2 separate regions of the Drosophila melanogaster genome follow, and region 1 is linked to region 2. A link is a contact called in public Hi-C data. All regions are on one chromosome and are shown on one strand. The core of a region is the stretch at or near the end of the contact, and the rest is flanking DNA. Distances in the headings are between cores, read along the strand shown. Region 1 holds the start of mia (meiosis I arrest). Region 2 holds the start of Prosbeta7 (Proteasome beta7 subunit).

The links. A called contact is a pair of places that touch in the nucleus more often than the background predicts.
Region 1: a Hi-C map of the Kc167 cell line shows a contact between it and region 2, with 2.2 times the contacts expected there. A contact is called at or near these places in 5 of 107 Hi-C or Micro-C datasets (the Kc167 cell line, the S2 cell line, embryo and 1 more).

What each region holds. Positions count from the first base shown.
Region 1 is chr3R:5,549,716-5,553,859 of dm6, reverse strand. It overlaps mia (meiosis I arrest), which reads left to right and starts at 2,692. Exons shown (of 3, transcript NM_001300252.1): 1 at 2,692-4,037; 2 at 4,098-4,144. The coding sequence starts at 3,240. Pcmt (Protein-L-isoaspartate (D-aspartate) O-methyltransferase) reads left to right here. Exons shown (of 4, transcript NM_080508.4): 3 at 185-589; 4 at 815-1,037. The coding sequence ends at 898.
Region 2 is chr3R:5,356,713-5,361,243 of dm6, reverse strand. Prosbeta7 (Proteasome beta7 subunit) reads left to right here and starts at 2,880. Exons shown (of 3, transcript NM_141272.1): 1 at 2,880-3,320; 2 at 3,388-3,889; 3 at 3,961-4,232. The coding sequence starts at 3,169. The coding sequence ends at 4,113. It overlaps Cerk (Ceramide kinase), which reads left to right. Exons shown (of 4, transcript NM_169050.2): 2 at 1-1,265; 3 at 1,694-1,896; 4 at 1,957-2,371. The coding sequence ends at 2,086. It overlaps CG1161, which reads right to left. Exons shown (of 5, transcript NM_141271.3): 5 at 4,496-4,531.

The sequences.
Region 1 (4,144 bases), core at 1,443-3,942, 190 kb before region 2:
ACTCAAGATGCTTTTAGGAGGCAGCATAAAAAAGTAGCTTTCTTTAATCCACTAAAAACATATCAATGGCTCATCATTTGAAGACTAGTTCTTCACTCCCGTAGCTTCTTCCCATCATATTCTTATAATTTCTGAAAGTAAAGTGTCTTTTTAAACTGGAGATTAATACATTTTTCTTTCCCAGCATGCCTTCGCCTTGGAGTATCTACGCGACCACTTGAAGCCCGGTGCACGTATACTGGATGTGGGCTCTGGATCTGGCTACCTCACAGCCTGCTTCTATCGTTACATCAAGGCTAAGGGCGTTGATGCGGACACCCGAATCGTGGGCATAGAGCACCAGGCAGAGCTGGTGCGGCGGAGCAAGGCCAACTTAAACACCGACGACCGTAGCATGCTGGACTCCGGCCAGTTGCTGATCGTCGAGGGTGACGGCCGCAAGGGATACCCCCCGAACGCCCCGTATAATGCAATCCATGTAGGAGCAGCTGCTCCCGACACACCCACCGAACTCATCAACCAACTGGCCAGCGGCGGACGCCTGATAGTTCCAGTCGGTCCCGACGGCGGGTCTCAGTACATGCAACAGGTGGGCAGATGCTGATTCGTATAACTGCTGGAATAATATGTATATGTAATAATAATAATATATATATATATAATAATATACATAATAATATATATATATAATAATATACATAATAATATATATATATCATAATATACATAATAATATATAATAATATACATAATAATATATAATAATATACATAATAATATATAATAATATATAATAATATAACCATTTTTACAGTACGACAAGGACGCCAATGGGAAGGTGGAGATGACACGTCTCATGGGCGTAATGTACGTCCCTCTCACGGATCTTCGCTCCTGACTGCACAGAGTGGGAAGGTCGCTCGTTGCGGTGCTGCTGCTCGTGTTTTTTCTCTACCTAATTTTGGCTTACTAGTTAATCAATCAATCAAAATTAAATTGCTTTTTTTCACGTTGAGTGCAAATATATAAGTTTACCGAACAAACGCTGTCTTTTCGTTTTTTTGTTTAAAGTTACCAAGCAGCTTCAACATTTCATATTACATTAATGAAATCATAATTTTTTTATGTCCGTAGTGAGATAAATTTTAACTACACCTTTAAGAATTTTTCCCCGATTTACAGATTTAGTTTTAATAGTGATGAAGAATAGGATAATTGTTAAATATTCGTGCTTAATATTATTAATTAAATACTTATACTTCGAATGGTTAAGTTTTAAATAGTTGACTGGCTTTGTTTCATCAAACCAGCTCACCATCATAGACATTTATAAATTGAGATCCAACAAGTGAACTATAGATGTCCGGAACGTAAAATATAATTTAATCAGTCACAATTTAATCAAGTGCTAAAACACCAAAAGTGTCCCTAAAACATTCAGGAACAGCATTACCATTTATTTAATCAGGATGTTTTAAAAAAATTACGTTTATACCCGTTATTCGTAGAGTAAATAAGTAGACTATAAGTAGATTCTTCGAAAAGTAGAAAACAGGCAGAAGGAAGCGTTTTCGACCATATAAAGTATATATATTATTGATCAGGATCAATAGCCGAGTCGATCTGGTCATGTCCGTCTGTCCGTATGAACGGGATCTTAGGAACTATAAGAGCTAGAAGATTAAGATTCAGCATTCTAGAGACATCGACACAGCGCAAGTTTGTTGACCTATGTTGGCACGCCCACAAACCGCACAAAAATGTCACGCCCACAATTTTGAAAAATGTGTTAATAATTTTAAGCAAAAATACAGTTTCTCTAGATTTTTTGCCACGCCCACTCTAACTCCCTTCAACCGCCCAAAACTGCTACGGCCACATTCAAGCAAATTTTTCTCAATTTTATTAGACGTTCAAATTTCTATCGATATGAAAAAAACTTTTTGCCACTCCCACTCTAACACCCTAAAGACACCAAGTCACGCCCACACTTTTGAACAATTTTTATAATGATGAATAATGATGGAATTTCACGTTCGCATTCACACTAGGTAAGGAACGGGTATCAGATAGTCGGGCAACTCGACTATAACATTCCTTCTTGTTTTATATTAATTATACAATATATGTACATTTCTATAGATTTGACCTTTTGCCACGCCCACTATTATGCCCACAAACTACCAAAAGCTGACAAGCCGACTTTTTGGAAAAATATTTTTATTTTTTTCCGTTTTATGGATTATCTTACCCATTTCTATCGGTATACCAAAAGCATTTTGGCAACGCCCCTTCTTACACATTTTGTCTCATTTTATACCCAATCGATATCCCAGAGAAAGTACATGAAATTTTGGTTCGCACTTGCACTAGCTGAGTAACGGGTATCTAAAAATCGACTAAGGCGTTACCTCTCGTATGCGACAGCATGGGAAATATTTTGAGTAAAATTATTGATATAAATATTGGAGATTACACTTTAAATCAGTGCAAAACAAATTTTAAACAATAATCGCAAATATAGTATAGTATGTATATATATATATATATATATACCAAACTGTATGAAACTGATACGGACTTTCCTATTCCCATTCGTACTAGGCGGTTTCTACAATTTCACTTGACAATTATGTCAAAGTCAGGTTCAGTCGGTTGTGGAAATGCTGTAAAGGGCAGTAGTCGAAAGGAGCTCGACCTGGGAAGTTCTCCCAGAGGGCACACATTACACAAAAAAGTCTAAAAACGCGGTTTATTAAATGAACAGTTTTATTTTTATATTAAGTAAGTTTGTACAAAATCAACAATGATGGGAAGTGAATCTGTGCTATTAGGGATATATTGTTTTTTAAGTGTATCCGGAGTGCAACCGTCAATGATGATTAACCTAATTAACCTAGCTACCAAATTGTGGACCACGTAATACAACCCACATATATGTGATGATGATATATATGATATATAATATAATTAACTTTGTAATTAAATAACCGGCTAAGCTAAAATAATTGGTTATGAAGTGTTTTTGTTGGAAACAGTATTACTCCTCGGATAGGTTGTGGCAAGCTTTGCCAATGTTGAACTGACATTCAAAAAAAAATCAAACAAGCCGCATTTGAAACTCTCGCTTGATATTTTTGAAAATTCAATTGGCGGGTATCGGTATCGAGTGACGACCCTTTCTGACCGATAACGGCGTCGTGCATCGCCTATCGACCAGTGGCATCACTAGTGCCAAAATGTGGCAGTTTGAAAACAAAAACGCAACTAAAATGAAAACGTCTCAGAATGAAATGCCCGACAAGGACAAAAGTTTTCGCAGACATTCTTTGTCGCCGCGTTCTCTATCCGCGATATTCTTCCACAGCACTGGTCTGCATCTGGACGACGGAGTAGCACAGTGGCTATCCATCAATGTTAAGGAAGACATTACAAATCTGCTAAACGAGGCTGGAAAATACATGCGGCGCATCCGGGATCGGCGATTGCAACTGTCTCACATCCAGCATGCCGTCCGAATGCACGACGACCTCTGCTATGACATCTTTTTTAGGCTGGTCCATTGCGACGATTGCAAAATGCCTCCTTCCCAAAAAGTATTAAAAACCGTCCGCGAAGCTGTAACCGCCGAAAAAAAGGATGAACTTCTCGTTTCCTACCCGGAATCCGTGCAGGAATCTGTGCCGGAACCCGTGCCGGAGACTTCATTGGAGCCGCCTCCCATGCACACCGGGTGGCTAAAGGTGGAGCAGGTGCTGCTAAAGCCCAGCAAGCGCTATCCGCTGAGCATGGAACAGCAGAACTTCTTCGAGTTGGTAACCGAGGCCTGCGTAGGCGACTTGGAATCCCGGCGCGTGCTTGCTCTCAAAGCCATCTCCACTGATCCCTCGCTGGAGGAGTTGCTGCCCAGGTTGACCAAGTTCATTGCGGACGCAGTGGCTATCAACGTGGCCCAGCAGAACCTGCCGCTGCTCCTTTACCTTATGCGCATGGTCCGAGCTCTTTTGGGAAACCAGCGCTTCAGCCTATTGCAATATGTAAGTATTTGGTTCTGAGAGGAATAGGATAAGCTGAAGAATGCATCTGTTGAATTGCAGCTCCACCTGCTCCTGCCAGCCGTTCTATCCTGCCTGCTGGCCAAACA
Region 2 (4,531 bases), core at 1,631-4,130:
GGCTGAGCAAGTCCCAAACGGATTGCAATCGGTGGGAGCTAAGGAGACTCACCTTCTTCAACTCGGATCCCTACATAGTGAGGCAGTGGGACCAGGAGCTGCAAATCCGTCTGCATAGCTCCTCCCCCACCCGGATGCGAGTGCGCCGCCTTTTGGTCTTTATAAACCCCTATGGAGGTCGCAAGGCGGGAGCTCAGACCTATGAGCGCCATGTGAGACCTATTTTCCAGCTTGCCGGCGTAGACGCCACGTGTATCACCACTCAGAGGGCAAACCAAGTGAAGGACATACTTCTGAGCCATGATCTGGGAGTATACGATGCGGTTTGCTGTGTCGGAGGCGATGGCACCGTAGCAGAGGTCATCAACGGACTGATATTCCGTCAAATGCGAGAGTTGGGACTGGACGAACAGCGGCCACCATACATTCCAAGACCGGCTCTGCCAGTGGGTGTGATTCCCGCTGGCAGCACCGACACCATTGCGTATAGTATGCACGGCACGGCGGATGTGAGGACAGCGGCTATCCATGTGATTCTGGGCCAGCATCGGGGATTGGATGTGTGCAGTGTGAGCAATGGGCAGTCCCTGCTCAGATTCTGTGCCAGTGTCCTGAGCTACGGGTACCTGGGCGATGTGGCAGCCCAGAGCGAGAACTACCGCTGGATGGGACCGCGCCGGTACGAGTACAGTGGCGTCAAGGCCTTCCTGAATAATCGCGGCTATGACGCCGAACTGAGAATGTTAGAAGAGCCCGATCTTCTACTGACCACGCCGCTGGAGGACATTCCGCAGAGTCCGGATAGTGTGTGCTCGCTGGGAGAGTCAGTGCCATCCGTCTGCTATGCCAATTGCCAGCGCTGCAGCTTCGCCAGCAGCATACAGGAACAGCGATCCTCATTGTTCATCCAAGAGGAATCTAAAGAGGCAGAGCGCAATCAGCAGGTAGAAACAGAGGACTCTCATCTAGCCGCCAGTGAAGCAGCACTCCTGAGGCCTCGTCCGCGTCCAGGCAATCTTCGATTGCCCACTGGCTCCATTTCATCAATGAGGAACCTCGGCAACGATCAGTGGAAGGTTGTGCGGGGCAATTTCTTTATGATCTGCGGCGCGAACATAACCTGCGCCTGCGCCAGGAGTCCCAATGGCATCTCCCGTTACAGTCATCTGGGTGATGGTTGCCTGGACCTGATTCTCGTGAAAAAGACCTCACTGCTCAACAACGTGCGTTTTCTGCTCAACACGGCGGGCAGAAGTGGTGATATTGTGAGTACTAACTATTACAACTATTCAACTTTCACATCCAAAAGAACACCTTTCCTATAAGAGGCGTCCATTTCCTTTGAAATAACATTTCCATAACATTTTAACTGCATCTTTAATTGCCAAATCCCCTAAGCCTACAAGCTGAGCTTAGTGCTTTCTATCCTAAAAGCCAAAAACCCAAAACCGAACCCCATCTAGCTCGGATTGAAGCGAGGGAAATCTGTGACAGAAAGGTTATTTTACGAAGATCTACTAGCCGCTCTGGTGGCATCCATATAAAGTATATACTTGACCAGTTTCAACAATATAATGTTTTATCTAGTGAATGCGATGGTATCTTTTACTGTAAAAATATAAATGAAAAATAAAAGGATACAATTAAATTTTGTAGAAAACAATAAATATTTAAAAACATTTTCCCATTGCAGCGCAATTTGCCTTTTGTAGAGGTATATCGCACAAGGGAATTCCGGTTCAGAACTTTTTCTGCCAGCGAGGAGGACTACAGCTTGGCAGGGTCTTGTCAGCCGATTACACCGCCTGAAGAAATGACCGCCCACTCCTCCTCGACGGAGTTTTCCAGCTGGAACTGTGATGGAGAGGTGGTGACCGACCTGGACATAACCATGCGGTGAGTTGGTTGTACCTTTAACTTCAATAAATCGCTTATTAACCGTTCCGTATCTGGCAGATCGCATTGTCAGCTCATCGAGGTCTTCATGCGGGGTCCCCATTCCTACAGCAAGCCCCTCAAGGGCGGCACCACGCCCACAACCCCAGCTAGCTCTAGCGACAATGTTTACTGCTGCTGCAAGGACTAGAAGCTTTAACCCCATAGAATTAGCATCAATCGTTGGCCGTGACATGTAGCTCTTAGTTTTGCGTAGGGTATCCTTATTCGTATATGTATCGTGTTAAAGAGCGGGTCTCCCCGTCATTGTTTTTAGCATAGCTCAATAAAGCAACTGATATTATCGACTGTATTATGGCATCTGAAAGATGCGGCAGCAACCTAAACATTCCCCTCGGAAGCATTATGCACATACCTATATATTTACAAATTGTGTACTGGTATACTGGCAATAAAAATGTATTTATATGTCTTCAAATTTATAATTCTTTATTATTAATTTATATGATCAAATGTTATGATAAAAAACTTCGTTGGGTTCCCAAAAACAACAATCCGGAACATGTGCGTTTTTCCCACCAATATGAATAAAAGCAGAAGTTTTAGCAAAAGAACCTTATTCCGCTTAAAAAGCTATGGAGAATCGTGTTCGAAGGGAGAGAAGGGAGATATTGGATTTGTAGATTGACCAGGATAATTTCCAAACGTCATTTACATTTATTGCTCTCGATTCTTATACTTTAATGACCATTGAACGGCTTAAAATGAAGTAAAGCAAATGGTCATTATATATTAACTAAACATATATTTAGTTTCAAGGAGTAGTAAATACCGTAGAAGCAACGGGTATACATGAGTCTTAATCCTAATTGAGTGAAAAGTTCTTTAATTTCTTATCTTTCTTCTCCTTGATTTGTATTATCAACGAGGATTATAAAGACAAAAGTAAAAAAACAAATTCAGTATAGGCAGCGTGGTGTTAACTGTTTTACATTACTTTTAACATCAACATCTAATAAAATGTTAAAAAGTTCACAATTAAACTTCAAATTAATTTAATTTAACACATGTAAAACGGTGTGACCAAGCTAATAGTGGATTCATCTTTGGTATGTCTGGTATTTTTAGCTACCGGTTGCCGATACTGGTATTGCCGCCCGCCTAAAGTCTGTTCACACTGCGCTGACTCTTGATTTTATTTGTGCCCGTCATTCTCCGGCAGCGACAAACATTTCAAAGTCTCGCGTTATTCCAGTCTCCGAATAAATTAGCATGTTGAACAACTACAACAGCCTAGCGCAGCCCATGTGGCAGAACGGACCCGCTCCCGGCGAGTTCTACAACTTCACGGGCGGACAGACGCCGGTCCAGCAGCTACCGCGGGAGCTGACCACAATGGGACCCTATGGAACCAAGCACAGCACGTAGGAACTGCGGATATGTTTATATGCAGATGTACCACTTGTTTACACTCCTTTTACTATTCCGCAGTGCTTCCAGCACCACGGGCACTTCCGTGCTTGGCATTCGCTATGATTCAGGAGTGATGCTGGCCGCCGACACCCTGGTGTCTTACGGATCCATGGCCCGCTACCAAAACATTGAGCGCGTCTTTAAGGTCAACAAGAACATCCTGCTCGGCGGGAGCGGCGACTTCGCTGACATCCAGTCCATCAAGCGCAACATCGACCAGAAGATGATCGAGGACCAGTGCTGCGACGACAACATCGAGATGAAGCCCAAGTCCTTGGCCAGTTGGATGACCCGTGTGCTCTACAACCGTCGTTCGCGGATGAACCCCCTCTACATTGACGTGGTTGTCGGCGGCGTGGACAACGAGGGGACTCCGTACCTGGCCAACGTGGATCTCCGTGGACGATCCTACGAGGACTACGTGGTGGCCACTGGTTTTGCCCGCCATTTGGCCGTTCCGCTGGTCCGTGAGAAGAAGCCCAAGGACAGGGACTTTACCGCCGTAGAAGCTTCCGAACTGGTAAGGAATTTCGAACTCTGATGGGGGGACTCTTCATTATTTAACTACCCTACCATTTTCTTATATTCTAGATCCGCACATGCATGGAGGTGCTTTACTACCGCGATACTCGTAATATTTCCCAATACACTGTGGGCGTGTGCAGCGTCAACGGATGCGGCGTGGAGGGGCCCTTCCAAGTTAACGAAAACTGGACATTCGCCGAAACCATAAAGGGATACTAGAGCCTCCGATTCTGAATGAACTTAGTTTAGGTCTAGCTCGGCGGTTTTGCATTAAAAAAAAACACTTGTCTAAGGATATGTGGTTACATGATTTATTAAAAATAAATGTGGCTGAAAATAATACGTTTAAAGTTATGGTTATTGTGTGATAGAAACTATCTTCGAGTTATTCTTTCGTTAATCTCTACTGATGGAATCAAAAAGTAGGCGTCAAACTAAGAAGCCCAAGGGAGTTTCCAAATCTAACTTGGACTCACCATTACGGTCTTACGTTCCTTATTTTCCCAAATTATAACCATCAATTATCATTAAAAGTTTTATTTTAGTGGATTTGTTGGTTATTCCTCCCGGCATTCAACTTATTAATTAATATGCAAACACTCCTGACAAACATATTTTGGTTTATTTTAATTAACAT